3 separate regions of the Gossypium hirsutum genome follow, and regions 1 and 3 are each linked to region 2. The links are chromatin contacts, called in public Hi-C maps. All regions are on one chromosome and are shown on one strand. Each heading gives the region's core, a stretch centred on a gene start, on an enhancer-like site or on the middle of the called end of the contact. The rest is flanking DNA. Distances are from core to core; before and after follow the strand shown.

The links. A called contact is a pair of places that touch in the nucleus more often than the background predicts.
Region 1: a Hi-C map of leaf shows a contact between it and region 2, with 1.7 times the contacts expected there. The contact joins the promoter of LOC107921122 here to the promoter of LOC107920887 in region 2. A contact is called at or near these places in 3 of 34 Hi-C or Micro-C datasets (all in leaf).
Region 3: a contact with region 2 is called in a Hi-C map of leaf, with 2.9 times the contacts expected there. The contact joins the promoter of LOC107922441 here to the promoter of LOC107920887 in region 2. A contact is called at or near these places in 7 of 34 Hi-C or Micro-C datasets (callus, hypocotyl and leaf).

Annotation. Positions count from the first base shown.
Region 1 is chrD01:53,734,776-53,738,025 of Gossypium_hirsutum_v2.1, reverse strand. LOC107921122 reads right to left here and starts at 1,661. Exons shown (of 4, transcript XM_041087424.1): 1 at 1,418-1,661; 2 at 595-816. The coding sequence starts at 1,424.
Region 2 is chrD01:53,453,585-53,456,890 of Gossypium_hirsutum_v2.1, reverse strand. LOC107920887 (probable signal peptidase complex subunit 1) reads right to left here and starts at 1,534. Exons shown (of 2, transcript XM_016850706.2): 1 at 1,376-1,534; 2 at 397-818. The coding sequence starts at 818. The coding sequence ends at 543.
Region 3 is chrD01:53,757,428-53,760,657 of Gossypium_hirsutum_v2.1, reverse strand. LOC107922441 (proteasome subunit beta type-5) reads left to right here and starts at 1,785. Exons shown (of 8, transcript XM_016852482.2): 1 at 1,785-2,033; 2 at 2,209-2,339; 3 at 2,439-2,568; 4 at 2,793-2,899. The coding sequence starts at 2,226.

The DNA.
Region 1 (3,250 bases), core at 412-2,911, 280 kb before region 2:
TTGTAAACCTCGAAATCTGAGGTAAAACCATCTGAAATGACGAACAATAGACACAAGGTTAAGAAAGCGTGAATTGGAAATCCATCTCAATTCTGAAATCTTAAATGTCAAAATTGGTCATCAGCATGCAAACAACGTGGCTGTATAACTTCAGCAATAAGTTATGCTGTCATCATACTATGCCTCAAATCAAAGATATAGGTTACCCATCCACAGAGAGAAATGCATGTATAGGCATAAATAATATCATCTCATTCTGCCAAATACATTAGACAGTTTGTGGAGAGGAGAAACCAAAAAACAATCATAAATTGTAAGAACAGATTATGCCTGGCCTATATGCTTCTATGCCACCTTAACTAGAAACTATTTCACAGGATTGATTTCCAAATACTCAAGCATGCACTTAGACATTAAGTTTTGAACCAAAAAAATTGGAGCCAAGGGAATAGGAACAATAAATCTTTTCAATATCAGCATATGGTGATTTAGTTATGTTGCTCCTTACTATAAAAGTTTTACATTTAAAAAGAACAAAACGGTTTCTTAATTAAAAAAAGCTTATTAAAGACAAAATAAAGATAAAAAGCTTACCAGAGTTAGTTGTTACACTAGCTGTCTTATCATGATAGCGTCTGTTAGTGTGGCTTCGGCTACCATTTGTAACAGGACTCCTAGTTTCTTCAACTCCAGAAGATTCAAACCCCTCATCCACATCAACAGATGCCGCAATGCAGGTGATTTTTTCTTTTGCAACCTTGAATCCATCATCAACTTTAGGATTTCCTTGCTTCTCCCTAGCACCAATGTCCAAACCTAACAACTTAAAAAAATTCAATCAATAAACAGAAGGCGAATTGGAGGCAGAAATACCTAAAAGAAACATTCAACTGCAAGCTGTAATGGTATCCATAGGAAGAAGAAAACAATAATGTGTTATAGATAATTTAAAATGTAAAAGTGCCAAGCAAATTTAGGGAATAAAACTAATATGCCATTACTTTTTTTTCCCTTTTTCTAGACAAAGAGAGAATTGAATAGAATCATGGGTCATGGTAAGATATCAGAGAAAAAAGAGCGGTGAAAGTACTCTCAAAAACAAAACCATCAGAATAGACCGTAAACGGAGGAGCAATTATTACTATGAAAGTTGAATAAGAGCACAAAAAGCACTACTTAAAAGATAAATTGCTATCCAAAGTCACAAAAAACATAGCTAAGTAGAAGAAAACCAAAATAATCAGGTCATCTAAAAATTTCACCTCCAAACCCTAAATTGATACTTGTACATGAACGAGATACTGAAAGTGAAGCGGCAAGACTACTAGCAAACCTACTCATTGTTAATTTATACAATAAGGTTGAGATGAATAATATATCCTTCGTTTCCCGAACTCAGCAATTTGGGATGCAGTACCTGACATGATTCGATAGGGATTTCGACACAAGATACGGGTCAGATCCCGAAAAAATAGCAGACACGGCGGTGTGGGAAAACTAAGATGAGAAGAGAAGAAAAAGAAAAAAATTGATTTGCGAAGCCGCAAGAGAGATGGACGATGGTAGCAGGAAGATGATGATAGAAGGAAGGGAAAAGACTTCTCAAATAATTGAAAAAAAAGAACTTACGGTTTAATGAATGCAGTACCCTATACGCTTTTGAAATTTAAAAGGAAGTCTCTACATTTTAATTTAAAATGTTTTTTGCGGCGCATTTTCAAAAACCGCTAAAATCCCGAGAATTAGTGGCGCTTTTATAAAAACGCCGCTAAAACCCCGAGCATTAGCGGTACTTTTTTCAAAAACGCTGCTAAAACCATGAGCATTAGCGGCACCTTTTGAGAAAATGCCGCTAAATCCCTGAAAACTCAGAAAACGGCGCCGTTAGGCTTAGGTTTTCCAAATAGCGCCGCTAATGCTCCATTTTTAGCGGCGTGTTTTATCCAAACGCCGCTAAAAAGGCAACGAAAAACCTGTTTTGCTGTGGTGATAATTCGAATTTAATTATTAATTGTTAAAATTTAAATTAATATACATGATAAGAAAATTGAGGTAAGTATCACGATTGAATTGAATGATAAATACGTATTGGTATTGAATTTATTAATAGCAATTGTTGAATTTTGAACAATATGTTTAGTAAATAAAAATAAGGTGAATATCGATATTGAATTAAATGATATTGAATTGTATGTGAATTGAATGGAAATTACTAGTGATATGATTTGAATTAAAAGAATTAATGTGGTTTTGAAATGCATATTGGATTGAAAAATTGATTTGAATTGTATTAATGTGGTTTTGAAATGCATATTGGGTTGAAAAAGTGATTTGAATTGTGAACATAAGAAATTGTGAATTAAATGAAATTGAAATGAAGTATGAATATGTATGAGCATTTGATGGTATATTGATTGGAAAGTGGAAAATGTATTGAATTGAAATTGTGATTAAATTGGAATGATTTGAATTGAAAGTATGAGAAAGTGATTGAATTGAAATGTGATTCAGAAACCCTATTAACTAGTCGGGATAAGTCGGATATAGTTGGCATGCCATAGGATTTAGAAGAGTATGGGATTTATCGAATCTACCGATCAGGAACTTTATGCGTCATATATCAGGCACTTTATGTGTCGTATTTCAGGCACCTCGTGTGTCGTATCAGGCACCTCGTGTGTCGTTTCAGGCTCTTATGTGTCGTATACTGATCAAGTACTATGTACCCTTTTAGGCACAATGTGCTTACTGGTGTGTTTGGTTGGATCCGTGTATCTGCCAAGGTCCGAGTCTTGTTAATAGGGGTAAATAATTGAAATGAGAAAATTTGAATAAGTGCGATTGATTGAGCTATGGAAAGAAATGAGAAAGTGAAATTGTGAATTGATATGTGAATTGGGAATCAAGATATGAGATTTGAAGACATGAACCCAAAGTTCATGATTTGATTAAGAGTAAATTTTTGTTATATGATATTAATGAGTACAAATTGCAATAGAATTGATATTGAATATAGTGATAAATTGAATGAATTGTATATGAATTGAAATGAACTATTGGAATAAGATGTGAAAAATCCAATGAAATTGAGATAGTGAAATATTACTTATTGATAGATAGTGAAATATTGTCTATTGATATTAATGATCAAGTTGATTTAAGTATGAGACAATTAATGAATAATTGTAGGCATAAATTGAAAGTATATAATTTATCGATTAATGTTATAAATTTGAATTATGGCAATACC
Region 2 (3,306 bases), core at 285-2,784:
CAATAGTAGATGAACTTAATGATGACGATAACCTACACTTAGAAATTGACCCAATTGTAAGAGCAACAAAGAATGAAAACCAGTAGAAAATTCATTGCTTTCTTACTTTGTGGTGTAAATGATAAGGTTCCTAACTTTTTTTTCCATGGAAGAGAATGTGAACTTGATCGCCCACTTGCCACTAGCCTCTCAAGTCTTTGACACTAAAGGGATTTGTCAAGTCTTGTTTGGTATACACTCTTCTGCAGCCAGCTAAACAGAGGCTTTCCGGCATTGGATAGCAAATCAATGATGTAATATGTCTCAGGAGCATCAAGAAGAAAGAGAAGGAGAATAGATGCAAATGAAGATTCTCTTCGACTAATTGATCAAGGCAAAAGAAGGAAGATAAAGAGATGCATAAAGGGGTTCTCTTCAACTAATTGTTTATTATAGTTCAAAAACTTTGAGAAACCTAGCCGACTAGATGGAAAGAAGGCAGAAAACATCAATTCATACCCCTAGCAACTTTCTAATGATGCTAAGATGAAATCAAAATGACCCTACTTCTTGGAGGATTTCTTCTTTGAACTCACAGCTACCTGTGGCTTGGGATGCTTCTCGGCCTCGCTTGGATCCAACCACTTGAGTGGGTGGCGGTTGAAGAAAGGCCAATTTGGAATAGTAATCAATGCGGTGAGGGTCACGCCTCCGGCATATACGAGCATCATCATCTGAAATGATCCCAACACATAACCAGCACCAAATGAAACCACTGCAAATACCAATAGCATCACCTGCATTATCTGCTCTGCTAGCTTTTGCCCTTGCCAATCCATCTATCCAATACAACAATTCAAAACCAACATAAAGCCCAAGACCAAGTATTAACACCATAAACAAATACCAAAACCAATTAACTAACCAGACTACAACTAAAAGACATCATTAATCTTAGCTCATTTTATTTCCAATTTCACTACTATTGCAGGTATCATGGATCCGGAACGCCAAACCGGTTCTCCTACAAGCCCGTTGTTTATTAAACCCTATTGTGACTTGGGAGCGAAGATCCCTAAACCAAAGCCCTAGAATGTTGTTCGGTTAGCAAGAATTGTTGATTATAAGATGATGTAAATGATTAGGGATCAGAAGGGGGGTAAAAGGAAAAGAGAGATTAGGAAATTGATAATCAAAACATAAAGGTTAAACATTAGGACTTGGTTTGGTATCGGAGAAAATAAACCTAAAATCATGCTCGAATGCCCAATCCCTTCCATAAATCTTAAATTTCGATCAAGGAGCAAATGAAAGGAATCAGAGAAATTGAAAAAGGGAGGTTGAATCAATTAGAAAGTGTAAAGCTCTAACCTGTGAAAGAGGGAGTAAAACTTACCTGAAAGTGAAATCAGAAGCGAAGAGAGGGAGAAGATGTCTGAAAGTGGAAGTCAAGAACAAGCGTTAGCGCAGGGTACGTTAAGAATTAAACTTCAGATTTTGATATATATCGACAACTGACGATATTTCATGGCCACACGATGAAAAGCAATATCCGTTGGATCAACTGTTCCAAACTAGGTGCAACCATGCTGTTTTATTCCAAGTTAAAATATGCTATAACGTGGAAATTTAATTATTGTAGTTTTATTTTTAGGATTTTAGTTTTTTATTTTTTAAATTTTAAAATCTAGATTTAATTGTTAATATTGGTATAATTATTTTATTTAATTCAGGTTTATTATAATATTATTTTTTAGTTATATTATTATCTAGTGAGTTTTTTTTTAAATTTCAATGTGATACCAATAAATTTAATAAAAAAATTTAATAATATTAACAGTTGGACTTAAATTTTGAAATTTAAAAAGATAAAGAGATTAAAATCTTAGAAATACAAAGAATAAATACCAAATTTGGGAATAGTATAAAGACTTATGAAATATTTTAACATTTCTTTTTTTTTGGTTAAACTGTAATGATAATTGATTTATGCGGATTTAATCCTACTTTTATTTACTCAAAAATTGATTCTTTTGCTACTGTTAATATTATTTAAAAATTAGGTATAATTACAAATTTAATTCCTCAACCATTACTTTTGTGACCCAACTTTTTTTTATTTATAAATATTACAAAAAAATTTAAAAAGATATTAAAAATTTAAAAACAGACTAGTTAAATTTTTTTTTGTAAAATTTCTCAAATGTGTCAACAAAAAAAAATAGCAAGTAAGTGTATAATATTTGATTCAGATGATGGCCAACCTATTTGGCATAAATCACGAAAATTTATTTGAGTTTCCAAGTGACGAAGACAAGACATGCCCAATCAAAGTAAAGGCAAGCAAGAAAACAAAATCCTATATTATTATCTCTAAGATATAAAATACCCCAAGACCTAGAGAGGCAAGTGCTTCGCCAGCTTGTCAGTTACAAATATGCTATATCTCTAAGATACGTCAAAGTTACTTAGATTTAGTGAAAAATGGGTTGATCACAATATCATTAACACTAAATTTCTTATGATTTTTTATAATATTTAAATGAGAATTGCAACTTAAATTCTTGTAGAAATGATTAATAGCAAGTTTTGGTTGTTTTCTTTTTACATCTCTAATTTGTTGACACATTTGAGAAAGTCTGATAATTTGTTAAGGTTTTCTTTTTATAATTAAAGCATAAAAAAATAAAATCTAAATTGAAAAAAACTGAAAAAATTAAGGAACTAAATTTGTGATTTTACCTTTTTTTAATAAGATTAATAGATAAACCTAACAAAAGGACTGGAAATGAGTAAATAAAAAAAGAGAGACCAATTTTGAACAAATTAAAATAAAAAAGAAAAAACCTAAATCTGCACAACAGGTACGGGTCTAACTTCAAATTTTAACCTTCCATTTTCTTTCCTTGAATTTGTGGTGTAAAAGCAAAATCATACCACAAGCAAGAAAATTAATTTGTGCATAAATGATCTAAATGACCATTTTCATAAAACTAGTGCAAACCTCAATATTTTATTTAAGAAGAGTCTATCTCGCGAACTTAAATGAGCAAATCTAATTGTCGACTAAACTATAGTAAATATACATTAAATGTCAAATTTAGGCTTTCCTTTCAGGGAGAAGATTATAAATTTCTTTTATTCATAAATTCTAAATCTTATTTTTTTCATTTACTTTTTTTTTGGGGGGGGGGAACAAATAGCCAGTAAAAGAGTTCCAAAATTAACAGAAAACAATCTTTTCCAAGCTGATCTTAGACTCATTGCCAACAAAAAGTTGTCTAACTTTAGGAAATCCATGGCTAAATCTTGAGAAAAGTAAGCAAC
Region 3 (3,230 bases), core at 536-3,035, 300 kb before region 2:
AAATTGTTCTAATGATTTATAACGTCTCATTATCAACAAAAGTTATGATTTTGGGTTGATTCAAGATATGATTTGATTGGTAATCTAATAACTACCAGAATCAGTATGAGAATCAGCCAGAAGATCAGTATGGAGTTCAACTTAAGAGATCTATTAGTTTTTCTATCCATCAAGAGAAGTTTTTGTGAGTATCCATTCTGGAGAAAAGTATTCTATGTTTAGTTGAAGGGGATTTCGTCAATGGTAGGTTTTGTATTTATATACTTCTAAGAGATACCTTTGTTGTACTATGAAAGAATAAGATATGTATAGTTTGATAAGATTTAGAGTTAGTCAAGAAGTGAAGTGAGAGTTGGTACGTTAAGTATGGTAGTTGGCGTATAGGTATATATCAGATATTATGAAAGTATTTGCCAAAGATAGAGATGTGACCCATAATTTACAAGATGAGGAATTCAACTAGAAAGGTTCCAAGGTATTTTGTGCTAACAACTCACTCACTAAGTTCGCGTGAACTTACAAAGTGTTTGTTCTTGTTTCAGGTATTGCTACGAGAGTAAGTACGCCAAGAGGGAACAAGCCAGGAATGTGCCAACTAGGAAACGGTGAATTGGGTTATTATGCATTCAGAGGATATCTTAGGAGTAAGGCGTATAGCATAGTATGCCAAGATTAGTCTGTCTTTAATGAACTTTTATGTTGTAATGTCTTACATTATTTTAAAAGTCTGTTGTATTCTTGGATGTCTTCTTTATTTCTTTTATTCAGAAAATATTTAATAATACAAAAAGAGATATGTTGAAAAAAGATCATATGCAGATTGTTTAAACATTTATGCTAAGTGTTTGTATGTCGTAATATTCGATATCCAAAATCAATGATTCGGGTTGGGTAGAGGGTGTTACAAAACTTATCAATTTAAAGTATAATGACTAAACCCATAACTTATATGGAGTTGAAATTTGTTTACTCAATTTGATCGAATGCTTACCGTTAATTGCGTTCTTTGTTTTTAGACATTTTTTGGAGAGTAAACCTTCTTTGTAAGTGAGATTGTTTGGGTTGAGTGATTGTAAATTGAGGTTCTTTGTTGGGCTGTAATTACCTCACTGTATAATGGTAGATTGAGCTTTAGCTTTTACGATTCCAGATCCATTGTTTACTAAAATCTAGCTCTATTGAGTAAGATTGTTATTCAAATTGCGTTAACAAATATTGCGTGTCACTTTATTGTTTTGCTATACTATTTTTTAATCCGCTTGTTAATCTACCAAGTTTCGATATCTATTGAAACATCAATTGAGACAATATATTGGAACATAATAGCAAACTGAGAGGTTTTTATAAAATATTAAAATATTAATGAATTAACACCATTTTACGTTGATATATTGTATACAAAATAATTATATTAATTTGACATGAAAATAAATGTATGTAATCATTTCTTTAAATGTGTACAATTGAATCAAAATCAAAGTTTTATGTATACATATGAACCGCAAATCAAGTTTCATATGCATAATTGCACAAAATAAAAATTTATGTATCAAAATTACACATTGAACTAAAGTTAAATATATAAATTTGATATTTATTGTTAAAATTAAAAGATTGATATGATTAGTGATTTAAAGTGTGGGCAATTACCCCGTTAAAGTTGTAACCTAGAGGGTTACAAATCTTTGTGAAATCTTTAATGGGCATTGGAAGTTATCAAAAACAAGGCTCAACCCATTTCATAAAACTAGCTCTTTGGCCCATAGATCTTGTTAACTGTAAGAGATTCTGTGGACTGGGATAATTGTGTGGTTTACAAAGTCGATACTCCCATCTCCGTTTTGGATCAAAGCTTGGGCCAATCTGAGACAACCCAAACAAGCAGATTTTCCCAGTTTCCCGTAGCACAAGAAAACTGAGGAAGAAAAAGTAGAAATCAACCCTTTTTCCTCCTTATATTTCAGTTTGCTTTGCTTTGCTGCATCTCATTCTCACTTCACCTTTTTTTTTTTATTGTCTGGATCATCGGAAAGGTTCTCTTCTCAACCTCAGTTTTGTTTTCGCTTTTGCGGTTTTAATATTTTGAAAGCATTTATTTTCTTCACTTAGGGTATTGTTCTTTAATTTGATTTTTTTGGGGGTTGGGGGGGGGGGAGAAATTATCATCAAATGCATCAAATTTTCTGATTCAGTCTTGCGCTTTTGTAGAAATTAAAGAACCAATCATGAAGCTTGACACCAGCGGACTAGAATCGGCTGCTCCTGTCTGGGGTGCTCCCAGTGAACTTGTTGACGGGTTTTCGGCTGCTCCGTCGTTCGATCTCCCAAACACTACTGATGTGAGTTAAAAATTTCTGCTAATTTGGTACAACATTATTAGTTTCCCGTGTAAAGGGAGATGTTTGGGGCTTATTTTATGTGTGATCGGTGTATTGCAGTTTGATGGGTTTCAAAAAGAAGCTATCCAGATGGTAAAACCTGCTAAGGGTACCACCACGCTAGCTTTCATCTTTAAGGAAGGGGTCATGGTTGCCGCTGATTCTAGAGCTAGCATGGGAGGCTATATCTGTATGTTTCTCTTACTTTTTGTGTGTATTTTGCCTTAGTTTTTATTTTTCAGAAATTTGTTGGTTAGGAAATAGTCTATTAGTGGTAATTGTAGATTAAACCTTGTCATAAAAAAAACATCTATAATTTTTCAATCTTTTGTTTCTTCTTTTTTGTTGTGTTGGGGTAGAAATTGAATCGTGATTGTTGATTAGTATTCCTTTTCCTATCCTAAAATTTGGCAGCTTCACAATCAGTGAAGAAAATTATTGAAATCAATCCTTACATGCTTGGAACAATGGCTGGAGGAGCTGCTGACTGCCAGTTTTGGCACAGAAATTTAGGCATCAAGGTAATGGGACAAATGTGGCCCTCTTGTCAGTGGGATATTAGCATCAGGAAACTTTTTCCTCCTCTTTTTGTGTTGGATTGTTATTGTATGTTATATATACTGTATATTTTTGCATATTGGGTCCTATGCAAGGAAATGTAGAGAAAAAAAAGTCTATTGGTCATTTTGGCATTCTCTTGCAGTTTTCATTGATGATAAACCATGGGGTTATACAATGTAGAAAGTGAGATCTCAAAGGTTTCAGATATATACTTTTTGAATTGGCTCTATAATCGAACTACAGATGTCCTGCTTTTTCTAAAACACGTATATGAGAACAAAAGAATAGAAA